Regions from separate parts of the Sus scrofa genome. Here all the other regions are linked to region 1. A link is a contact called in public HiChIP or PLAC-seq data. All regions are on one chromosome and are shown on one strand. The core of a region is the stretch at or near the end of the contact, and the rest is flanking DNA. Distances in the headings are between cores, read along the strand shown. Region 1 overlaps RUNX1 (runt related transcription factor 1). Region 2 has its middle 350 kb from the start of RUNX1. Region 3 has its middle 360 kb from the start of SETD4. Region 4 has its middle 450 kb from the start of SETD4.

Region 1 (2,700 bases), core at 35-2,534:
TTTTTTTTCTTTTTCCAGATAAGTTTTGTCTAAAGTCAAACAACACAAAATACACAAGTGTCTTCCAAATACAGAGACACTTTTTATCATGCAAAACTAGCTTCCGTCCTCAAAGGCGAGAGCTGAGACTTCCAAAGGTCTTGCTTCTAATGTATGTGCACACATATATATAAATATATACATATGCTCTACTTCATAAAATATTTACAATACAATCTGTAGAGAATTTAAACACAACAGAAATCCATTAATGTTCGCTGCAGGGTTTTTGTTGTTTTTTAAGTAGCCTTGAAAATCAACTTCAGTAGTTGCAGAAGGGCTGTGCTAGAAGTACTTGTCATGTTCTCTCAATAAATTCTGGCAAAATGTTCAGTTCAGAAAATTATGCTTTTCAAAGAAAAGCTAATCTTAAAAAAAAAAAAAAATTCCAAGTCGATGACACTCAGGGTTCAGCTCTCCACATCTGAGAACTCGGGTTTGGGGATGTTGGTTAAGTTTGTGGCTGATCCTGTGGTTTGGTGGGAGTCGAGCAGAGGCCGAGTCACACGCACGCAGGCACGCACTCTTCGGAAGCCAGCCGCTGTCTACATCGACTCGTTGAGTCAGCCCCGACTTGGGCTGTAGCGAGGCAATCTTCCTCCAACGTAGCCCCAGCGCGGGCCAGTTAACTGCCTGGACGCGCTAATACCCACGATCACCGCGTAACCGCAGCAGGTGGAGAGGGCCCTGAGAGGAGGCTCCGCAGCGCAGATCGAAACAGACGGGGCGGCTCGAGTTACACAAGCACGCACACACTGCCACGCATTCCCAACTTCATCACTCGCCTCGAAGCACAGCGCACTTTCTCCAGCGGTTGTCAAAGAAAACAACCGGGGAAAAGTTCACAGCCAGGAAAGAAGTTGAACCATCCAGCCAAGAAACCAGTTCATTCAAAAGTAAGAAAGAAAGAAAGAAAGGGGGGAAAAAAATCGAAGCTCCAACGCGGGTCAAAAAGAAACAGCAAAGATTGATTTTCTTCTGGCGTCCCCAGGAGCCCCAAGAAGAGATGCCTGCCGGCGCAGGGCCGGGCAGCGTGGTGCCCTGGCTGGGTCCGGCCGCAGGGCGCCCGTCCCGCCTGCGCCCGCTGGCTCTATGAATGAGAGTGCCTGGAAATGAACGTGCTTTTACTGTAAGCCCGGCCCGAGGAATTCCATTCCCTCAGCTCGTTTGCATAGGGGCGGCCGCGGGCCAATCACAGGCCTTTCCGGTATCAGCCAGGGCGCGGCTCACGGCCGCGGGCTCCTGGAATTGGCCCGCGCGCCCCCGCTGCCGCCGCCGCGCGCTACTGTACGCAGCCAGGGTGGAGAGTCCACCGCCCCTCGCTCCCCGCGCGTATCTGCATCCACGCACACACACGCACACGCTCCCACGCTCGCCCGAGGCCCCGCCCCGGTGCGGACGGCGACCCTGCGGCTTTGCACACGCTCAGGGTTGCGCAGCTGCCAGATCTAGGGCTGTAGTGCGCGGCGGCGGCACTGGCGGCTGCGGTTCGGAGAGCGAGGTCGTGGAGAAAAGGAGGCCGGCCAGCCTAGGGAGGAATCGGGCCGCGCGCAGCGCCTGGAGCGACCCGGGCCGCAGATCTGCCGGAGGGAGGCGCTCCGCGAGCCATGGAGGGTGCGGGGCAGCGGCCGTCGCAAGCCTCCCAAAACCAGGCCGGAGCGCCCGGACGGCCCACGCCCTGCGCGGCAGCCCACTGCTGAGCCTTTACTTCCCCAACGTGGGTGGGATTCGGCCCCGAGGGGGCCAGGGAGCCGGAGGGCGGAAAGCCCAGCGGCCCAGCTCGGCGTGCCCCCACGGCCTGACTGGCAACTGCGGCGAATTGGAGCTGATTCATTTAGTGAGGCCAGGCGGTGTTGGTCTCCACAACATGGTTTTTGTGTTTTTTGAGTTTTATCTCTTGGTTTATTTGCTATAATTGGGCGTTTTTCGCCGCGGCTGGGCTGCGGCTTAATTACCCATTGCGCCGCACTCAGGCTGAGTGTGCTTAGCGGTCAGAAAAGACCCCCCAAAACAAGCAACCGAAAAGAAAGTTGAAAGCATCCGCTTGGCTCGCTCCCCGTTAACGGAGCGTCTGCTCCTTGGCTAGGCCCACGTCGCCCGCGCCCCGCACCCACCTCCCTCTCCCCGGAAACAGCCCCGGCTCCGCTCCCCGCCTCCGCCCGCGAGCTGCAGCGGGTGCTGAACCCACCCTGGCTTTGCGCGCTGGCGGGAACTTCCCCCGCTCCCGTCCCCCCGGCGCCACGGGCATTTTCGCAGAGCTTAGGGGGCCCCGCCCCCGCCCAGCCGCCGGGCTGCACCTTCCCCACAGAGCCCACCCCATCTCTCCCCCCGGGGGAGGGCGCTCACCCGCTCCCCCCTAGCACCGAGCCCTCCACGTCGACGTCCCTAGGCGGGGGTCCCTCCCTCCCTCCGCCTCTATCCCCTTGCCGGCCCGCGGCTGGGGTACTAGGGCGACGCCGCTGAGGACTCTCCTCGGGCTCCGCCGCTGGGGCCTGCAGGAGACCGGCGGCTGTAGCGGGCCATCCGAGGAGGCCTTTCCGGGCGCCGAAGTGACTTTCTTTGCTCCAGGCCCAGAGAGGCCGGGAGGGCTTCGCAGAGCGGCCTGGAGGCTCTGCGGGCTGCGGGCTCGGGGCGGACGCCAGGGGGCAGCAGGCCTCCTCG
Region 2 (2,700 bases), core at 166-2,665, 520 kb after region 1:
CTAATCTTTTTTCTTTGAATGTTTTAATTTACATCTTTCTAAAGTATTTTTCTTTTTTAGTCCACATCCTAAATATTTATTGTTTTGTGATCCAATAAACAAACACATGTTGATGCCACTGACCCAAGTGAGACTTAAATTATCCATTCACAGAATATTCCTAAAAGGACTTGTGCTTTTTCTAACTGATGTTAATTTTGTCTCCTTATTCTGCCTTTCTAAGGACACTGGGCCTTGAACTTGTACTCTTCCAATCTGCTGTCATGACTTTTTCCTTCCTTGTTCTTCCTTTATTATATATAAAGAAACTATATATATATATAGTAGATTTACAATATTGTGTTAGTTTCAGGTGTACAGCAAATTGATTCATAATATACATATATATATATGTGATATTTTTAAGATTATTTTACCTTATAGACTGTTATAGAATATTGAGTAGAGTTTCCTGTGCTACATGGTAGGTCCTTGTTGGTTATCTATTTTATATATAGTAATGTGTCTATTTATTCCCAAACTATGAATTTATCTCTCTGTCTCTCTCCCCTCTTCTAACTGTAAGTTTGTTTTTTATAAGTCAGACTCGAAGGCAAGTACTTTGTGATAGGTGGAGAAAGAGGAAAAGTGAGTAGAACAGAACAAGTTTCACCTAGCCCTGTAAAAGATGCTCATCTCCATTCATAGAAAAAAATGTTTCCTGTGGAAAACTTCAAAGCAAATTCCATAGAAGTGTTGAGCTGGTTCATAGCCATCTGAGAATGGACTGGATAATAACTTTAAAGGAATTGGTAAGGAAGAGAGTCACTTGATTAGAGGTTTATGTACTGTGAGAAAACTGTCTCTACAGGTATTGAGAGCAGAAAATAGGATGAAACTCCAGAAGCAAGGTTGTTCCTTGTGGCAAAAGGTGCTACTAGCAATCCAGACTGTCTCCAGTCCCACTCAGCTATAATTCCGAGGGACTCGTAAGGAGGTTTGGATTCAGTTTGACTTTTACTGAGATACTCAGATGGGTTCAAATTAAAAGCCCCTGTTCATGGCAATTTCTTGAATTAGAGATCTGAGTAAAGAAGTAGCCACCTGGGCTCTGACAACTTCTGAAACAGAGTTGCTTTCAGAAATATCTGAGGAAGTTCAGAAACATCTGGACCTTTGGCTATCCAGAGCATAAAGGGTGTGCATGGGCCACAAGCAAAGCCAGGAAGAGAAAAAAAGAAGAACCAAAAGAAATGGTTTAAGAATATGATACTTTTTTTTTTTTTTCAAAAGTGAGGTCACTCTGGGGAACATCAGCAAGTTGCCAACATCCTTATTCTCTCTCTGGGTTTCAGGCCTGTTTTTCCCTTGGATGACAAACAGCCCTAGAGGGGCCAAGAACCTCTCCTTGAGAAGGGACTTTAGACATTTTACAGGGCGTAAGCATAAGCAAACCCCCAGGACAAGTGACCTCAGAGCAGGGTGAGGAGAGCGAGGCATTAGCCTGAAGCATAACATTTAGGGAAGAACCAAAAAAAGGTAGGGACATGATAAGTAATATTTCAAATTTTAAAAGGTCAAAATCAATGCCAAAACTCAAGATGAACGAAATACCAAAACTTTAAATAAAAACATGCTCAGGGTCCCTGATTTTTCCTTTTGCCTCAGGTTCGAGCAGGGCTCAGCATAACACTGTTACTGATCTTATTGTTATTTAGATTTTTGATATCTTGTTCATTGGGATTTTTCTGTATTTTGAATTTTAAAAATATTGTATTAAAGTGATTGTTCATGATGATTAAGGTTTTTGTGTCCCCTTCAGTGATGTGGTTGAGGCCATGCCTCATTCACCCATCCTCATCCAGGTCCTGATCACAGGGAAATAGAAGCAAAGATGAGATTCAAAGAAACCGCATAAGTGTGACCAAGGCAGAGAAATCCCCAGAGACCATTTTATATTAGAGATATGGTAATCCCTGATTTGCAACAGCCACCAGGACATCTGTGACTGTTTCTAAAATCTTCCCATTTGGGTATCCCTAAATTAGCTATAAATCCTGACATTCTAATAATGCAGGAAAGCAAAGCAAAAACAAACAAACAAAAATTAGCAAAAACACATAGTTAGAACAACATTAGAGAGGATTCTAAGCCAGTATCTTAACTTCCTTTTCAAGAAAAAAAATTTTAATTTTGTAAAAATCGGGTCTCTCTGTCATCTCCCCAATTCCAAGATTCTAGTGCATCTGTGAATATTTTATTAGGTGCTTGACTTTTTGAAATCACAGAGAGGAACCCTCCTTGTATATCCTACCTTCTAATTAGCAGAGAATAATCATTTTAAATGGCCTAAAATTAGAATTGTTTTCACCTTTGTTTCTACATACTTAAAAAAAAAAAAAGGAAATACTCCATAAAGTGAGAAAAAAAAAAATTCTAGCCACAAGAAGATAAGGTTTAAGTAAAGAGGGTCTATAAATATTTTGGCTAATTTTTCTAGGGCTTGAAATCTTAACTCAAAACATTTTACCCAAGATTCAGCATTAATATACATAAATGTGTAAAATATATAAAAATTCTAAAGTTCCTAGTTGTTGAATTGTTTGAGACCAATGATCAAAACTGAGTGATGGTGATTTCTCTATGCATTTTCCCTGTGGTGTGTAGGAAAGACTGTTCTGCCACCTATTGGCCTTCTGCGTGAAATAGATTTGATCACAC
Region 3 (2,700 bases), core at 168-2,667, 760 kb after region 1:
TGGTGTAGGTCAGCAGCTATACCTCTGATGCGACCCCTATCCTGGGAACATCCATATGCTGCGGGTGTAGCCCTAAAAAGATAAAAAATGAAAAAAATATGAAGCATGGACACATACCACAACATGAATGAAACTTGAAACATTATGCTAAGTAAAAAAGCCAGACACAAAAGACCACATATTGTCTGATTTCACTTGTATGAAATGCCCCACGCAGGCGAATCCATAGACACAGAAAGCAGATTTGTGGGTTTCCAGAGGCTAGAGGGAGGGGGAGTGAGGAATGAAGGGTTTGTGGATACAGGACTTCCTTTTGGGGTGATGAAAATGTTTTGGGACTAGACAGGGGTGGTGGTTATACAGTGTTGTGCATGTACTTAGTGCCACAGAATTCTTCACTTTAAAATGATGATTTTTGGGAGTCTCTGCTTTGGCACAGTTAGTTAAGGGTTCAGCATAGCTACAGCTGTGGCCTAGGTTGCAGCTCCAGCTCACATTTGATCCCTGGACCAGAAATTTCCATATGCTGCGGGTGTAACCAAAAAAGGAAAAACATAAATAAGTCTATAAAATGGTTGATTTTTTGTTATAAGAGTTTCACCACAATTTAAAAATATGGGGATGTCCGTAGCTGATAATCCAGGAGGCTCCTGTGAACTTTCAGATGTAGTGGGAATAGGGTAGAGGTTTCCAACTAAAGAGCTTTCTCTGGAGTTCCCATTGTGGCACAGTGGAAACAAATCTAACCAGTATCCATGAGGATGTGGGTTCAATCCTGGCCTCACTCACTCAGTGGGTTGGGGATCCAGGGTTGCCATGAGCTGTAGTGTAGGTCATGGATGTGGTTCGGATCTGGCATTGCTGTGGCTGTGGTGTAAGTCACACCTGCAGCTCCGCTTTGACCCCTAACCTGAGAACTTCCATATGCCACAGGTGCAGCCCTAAAAAGCAAAAAAAAAAAAAAAAAAAAAGTTTTCTCTTTCTTTGGGAACACTACATCATAGCAATGAGTCTGCCTTGGTCCAGGACTGAGCCTGCCTCAGGTAAAATATCCTCCCTATGGCCTGCCTGGGAAGCCAAGGTTAGCTAGCAAGAGAGGAAGTAGAGTCAGCCTCAACCTTCCACTGGCATGCATCCATCCTCTGTGGAGAAAAAGAAATAATAAGTAGCTAATGCTGACTGGAATTATTATTGTTATCCTTATGCTGTGCTGACCTTTTCTATTCAGTGGCCTAAAATTAGATCGTGTGTTGTTTACTCAACTTTTGCTTGGGATTCTTTTTTAGGACATATTGATTTCCTACTGCTGTGGCAGCAGAATCAACCAAGACAAGACCTAGTGGTTACACACAGTCCACACTATGGTTTCAGCCTGGGACAGAGACCAGGACAGCAATGTTGGTTTCTGGTTACTGATGACACACATGTTTCCTCTTTTTTTTTCTCATGCCCCAGGCTAACTTGGGAAGCCTACACAGGCCCTCACCCAAGGGAGCCTGGTTGTTGAGGCTCCCGACCATAAAGTCTGGAAGTCTGAAGACCTGCATGCCTTATTTCCATTGGATCTTTGATAAGAAGGCTAGTCTTTCTCAGGGTAGGAAATTAACGTCGTAAGAGCAAAGGTTAAGAAAAGGACTAGATGGAAATGAGCTTTGAGTACGATAGTTTTGCTGTCTTCCTTTTTGATTTAAGAGAAAGTATGTTCAACTTTGTCTTTCTATGACAAAAATCACCAAAAGAGGGTCATATCTGTCAGGGTCCAGTCAAAACACAGAAGTCACTCTAGTTATTTTAACAAGGAAAATATAATACAAAGAAATGTTGACTATAAGAGATGCTTAACTCCTTTACTTTTTAAAAAGGCTAAAAAGGGGCCCCAACGAAGTCTTACCTCTAGGCTGAGGGAGAGATAAAAAGATCAAGGACTAGGAGAGAGCCCCCTTTTTCACCCCAAAGCTGAGACTCAGAGCTCATCAGAAGGGGCTTCGTTACTACAGGAACTTGCAACATGCTGGGGGCCAGGAAACTTTCTGGAAGGCAAAGGTCCGAGATGGTTTGGAGAAGCAGCGAGTCCCTGTAGGGGTATGTGTGGGGAGAGCTTGGGATGTGGCCACAGTGGAGAGAGCGTGAACTGAAGGCACAGCTGAGCTCAGCTGCATAGACCCCTGGGATACTGCAAAGAATGGGAATAGTAGAGTCCTAGAATTCAGAGTCAGAGCGTCTTCACCTTGCTCTGCCATTCTGGAACCCTCCAGTGACAAAGTCAACATTCAGCCAATGGGCAAAGGAGAAATGTTTACAGGGTCCAGCTCCAGTATCACAGATCACAGCAGAAAAGAGTAGATCTGGAGCCAAGAGACACTCTATTGAAACTCTGCATAGATAGGGACCCCCAGTCGAGATCTGGTCTCACTTCCAGTACAGGCAGACCCTCCACCTCAGTGAAGCCCCATCACAGCATCTCCTCCTTGGAGGGAGCACAGGCCATACGCTTCGCCAACTTCACTTGCCAGTACTTGGCAATATATCTAGGTGGGTCAAGGAACCTCATTAAAACTTTGAAATCAATGGCCGATAACTATTTTCACAGTGTCGCAGGTGGAGGAGAAAGGCAAAGAGGAGGACTTGTATAAACTTAGAAGTAACCAAAAATGGCCATATTTTTACCAAATTCAGCTACCTTTTTCCTCCTAGGCCCCT
Region 4 (2,700 bases), core at 80-2,579, 670 kb after region 1:
CCCATCTCTCCTTTAAGACAGCAGCAGACTCCAAAAACTAAAGTGTGAAAAGAAAAGTGGGTCCAAAGATGAGCACATCAACACTGTCACTGCCAAGAGCAATTGGTTGCACCTAAAAATAGTGCTGTTTTTAAGGAGAACTATTTCAAATATCTCTCTTTAAAAAAAAAAAAAATAGGCCCACATTACCAAACTTCATAAATTCCTATCTCCTAGAAAGACATTTCCACACTTAAAAAATAAATAAATAAAAGGTTCTGATCCATCTTTTATGTCCAAGACAGATTTCTTGACGCCACACATTCATAAATTCACTAACCATGCAGCTGTGGTTAGTCATATGGTTGCTTGGTTAAGTAACTGTGGTTTTCTTCTGATCCTTTGAAAAAAATACATTTTTAGCATATCTTCCATTTTTAAAATGTATTTTTTCATTCTTGCCATGCAAATCATTTGAAACGCTTCCCTAAAGATCTATATCAATAGTGTTGAAAGAAATGAATGCTTGGGAACAGGAAAAAACGTTAATGGAATAGACTTCCTGCTCTAAAGATTTGATGAATCCATGCTTCATTTAAAAAAGTTAACCCCTACTTGTCCACAGCTGCCAGGGGAGCATGGCTGGACATCAAGTGATCCCAGACTCCCTGTTAAAAAGCAGGTAATTGGTCTTATCACCAACAGCCACTGCATCTATAAGTCTATAGCATTATACTTGATTACTTGTGATATTTTTACTTACTCTCTCAAGTTTCACTTGTTCCCACAGCAGACAACCCCAAATACCTCTCAAGTAAACTATATTTTGCACTGCACAGCCCATGTGAAGAAATTCTCAGTTTGTTTATACTCTGATTTTCCAAAACTTAAAGTTGTAAAAAGTGTATTTGTTGCCTTTAGCACAGCGTAAATATTTTGCCTAAAAAATCTCAGTATAAACTTTCATCTATCTTTTGAGGCCTCAATTCACTTTTCCACCTCTGAGGATGCAGTGATGGAGTGTCCATCAACTCGAGACATTTAATTACTGTTTGCATGCCATGGTTCGCCTGTGGACTTGTTCCTCACAAAGCTGAAACCAGCATCTTTGAAACCAGGCACAAATAACAGACCAGCGACAGCAAAAGACTTTTCCACAGCATCAATAAAATCTCTGCAGCAGGCACAGGCAGCCAATGGTCAGAGAGTCCCAGGAGATCTTCCACACAGGATACGCATTTTGTTACAGAATTCCTCAATGCCTTTTTGCTGTCTCCCTAATGACCAGTTAAATGGGCTCCCTCGAGGATGCTTGAGTCAGCGCCAGCTTGAAAACTGCTGAGGAAACATCCTCTTTTACTGGAAATGATTTCCATCAAACTGCCATGTGCCATATTTAGACTCAACGCTTAGTAACACCCAGCAGAAGGGGCTATGTTTGCAGGGCAGGAGGCCCTGCACTGTGAGAAAAGAGCTTGCTTTTGTCTGGCCCAAGTGACCGCAGGGCAGTGAGCTGGTGAGTCTGTGGCAGGCTGTAGCCAGAGGGACAGAATTGCTTCTATCTGGAGCATCAGGCTCCCTTCTGCAGAGGCAGCTGCTTATTCCCATCCTGCTTGTCCCAGAGATACAAATGGGGTGGTAGTTATTTAAGTCTGTGCACATCTGCCTGGCAGCAAGAGATCAAAACCTAGCAATTCTGTTCACCTGAGCTCAGCAAGGGTATAGGGGGCAAATATCTCTTCTCCCCCATTTAAACTTAGATCATAGAATTTAAATCATAGAAAAATAATATTAAAATGTCTTAGTTATGGCATACAATTCTGCTAAACAGCTGAGTCACAAAATTTTTAAAACTTCTTTATGCACATGCATACATATAACGATATAAATGTTTAAGCATGATTATTCAGACATGGGATTTTTTTAAGTGAAATATCCTCCCATAATTTTGTCCTTGGCTTCTCTCCTTTCCCTTTTTTTCCTCCACCCCCCCATCATCCCACAGCCCCAGATTAACTTATACTAACAATATATCTTGCAACTTTCCATGTTTTTCCTTATGCTCATATAATGCTACACAAACATACAGACATATATGCATCCAGTTGGTCACTTCTGCTATTGTTTGATGTCTACAAAAAGAGGATCCTATCGCAAACACTTTTCTGCATTTTTTTTTCTCTCAATAAGAAATCAGGAAAATCCCTCCAAGTCAATCCCTATAGCTCTGACTCCAACTGTGTGTAGTATTCCAGGATACGCAGGTTCATCATTCTTTCAACTGTTCCCCTCTAAATAGACAAAATAAATAGTTCTTAAACTATGTCCTTCTCCCTCTCTCTCTCTTTTTTTTTTTTTAACATTTCTACTGGAAATCAGAACAGAGAATGCTTACCCAAATCCTAAATATATATTTCTTTAATAAAGTACAAGAAAAGTTGTCCCTTTTCCTCGTGTTCTCCCTAACACAGATGTTATCTTCTACTCAGTGCAGAAGACAATACTGTTTCAAAGTGTAGGTTTTGTTATTATTTAGCTACCATAAGGGAACAAATCAGGAGATGACTGCTGTGGAAAAGATGGTTTGTTACTCATAGTTCCAAGAGGAGAGGGCATGCCCTGTCATGTAGGGCCACACAGGGAAGCACCAGGGTCACCCTGGAGAAAGAAGCATGAGGGGAAAACATGGGAAAAGAGATTTTATTATGGTTTTTTCATGGG

What was found. HiChIP or PLAC-seq counts read pairs in DNA pulled down with a chosen protein or histone mark.
Region 2: a contact with region 1 is called in an H3K27ac HiChIP or PLAC-seq map of alveolar macrophages. The contact joins two enhancer-like sites. A contact is called at or near these places in 14 of 47 Hi-C or Micro-C datasets (alveolar macrophages, embryonic fibroblasts, epiblast stem cells and 8 more) and 2 of 2 datasets of contacts at active chromatin or transcription factors (alveolar macrophages and skeletal muscle).
Region 3: a contact with region 1 is called in an H3K27ac HiChIP or PLAC-seq map of alveolar macrophages. The contact joins two enhancer-like sites. A contact is called at or near these places in 1 of 47 Hi-C or Micro-C datasets (embryonic fibroblasts) and 1 of 2 datasets of contacts at active chromatin or transcription factors (alveolar macrophages).
Region 4: a contact with region 1 is called in an H3K27ac HiChIP or PLAC-seq map of alveolar macrophages. The contact joins two enhancer-like sites. A contact is called at or near these places in 3 of 47 Hi-C or Micro-C datasets (embryonic fibroblasts, fibroblasts and mesenchymal stem cells) and 2 of 2 datasets of contacts at active chromatin or transcription factors (alveolar macrophages and skeletal muscle).

What each region holds. Positions count from the first base shown.
Region 1 is chr13:198,468,862-198,471,561 of Sscrofa11.1, forward strand. All of the region lies in intron 2 of RUNX1 (runt related transcription factor 1), which reads right to left. Among named protein-coding and RNA genes, the nearest start is that of RUNX1, 160 kb to the right of the region's middle. Within about 2 kb of position 1,285, at least 71 of the 83 cell types and tissues checked have an H3K27ac peak or open chromatin away from gene starts, as enhancers often do. A contact at or near this core is called in alveolar macrophages and subcutaneous adipose tissue, where this site is marked.
Region 2 is chr13:198,988,491-198,991,190 of Sscrofa11.1, forward strand. No RefSeq gene overlaps it. Among named protein-coding and RNA genes, the nearest start is that of RUNX1, 350 kb to the left of the region's middle. Within about 2 kb of position 1,416, at least 3 of the 83 cell types and tissues checked have an H3K27ac peak or open chromatin away from gene starts, as enhancers often do. A contact at or near this core is called in alveolar macrophages and subcutaneous adipose tissue, where this site is marked.
Region 3 is chr13:199,230,049-199,232,748 of Sscrofa11.1, forward strand. No RefSeq gene overlaps it. Among named protein-coding and RNA genes, the nearest start is that of SETD4, 360 kb to the right of the region's middle. Within about 2 kb of position 1,418, at least 4 of the 83 cell types and tissues checked have an H3K27ac peak or open chromatin away from gene starts, as enhancers often do. A contact at or near this core is called in alveolar macrophages, where this site is marked.
Region 4 is chr13:199,138,347-199,141,046 of Sscrofa11.1, forward strand. No RefSeq gene overlaps it. Among named protein-coding and RNA genes, the nearest start is that of SETD4, 450 kb to the right of the region's middle. Within about 2 kb of position 1,330, at least 3 of the 83 cell types and tissues checked have an H3K27ac peak or open chromatin away from gene starts, as enhancers often do. A contact at or near this core is called in alveolar macrophages, where this site is marked.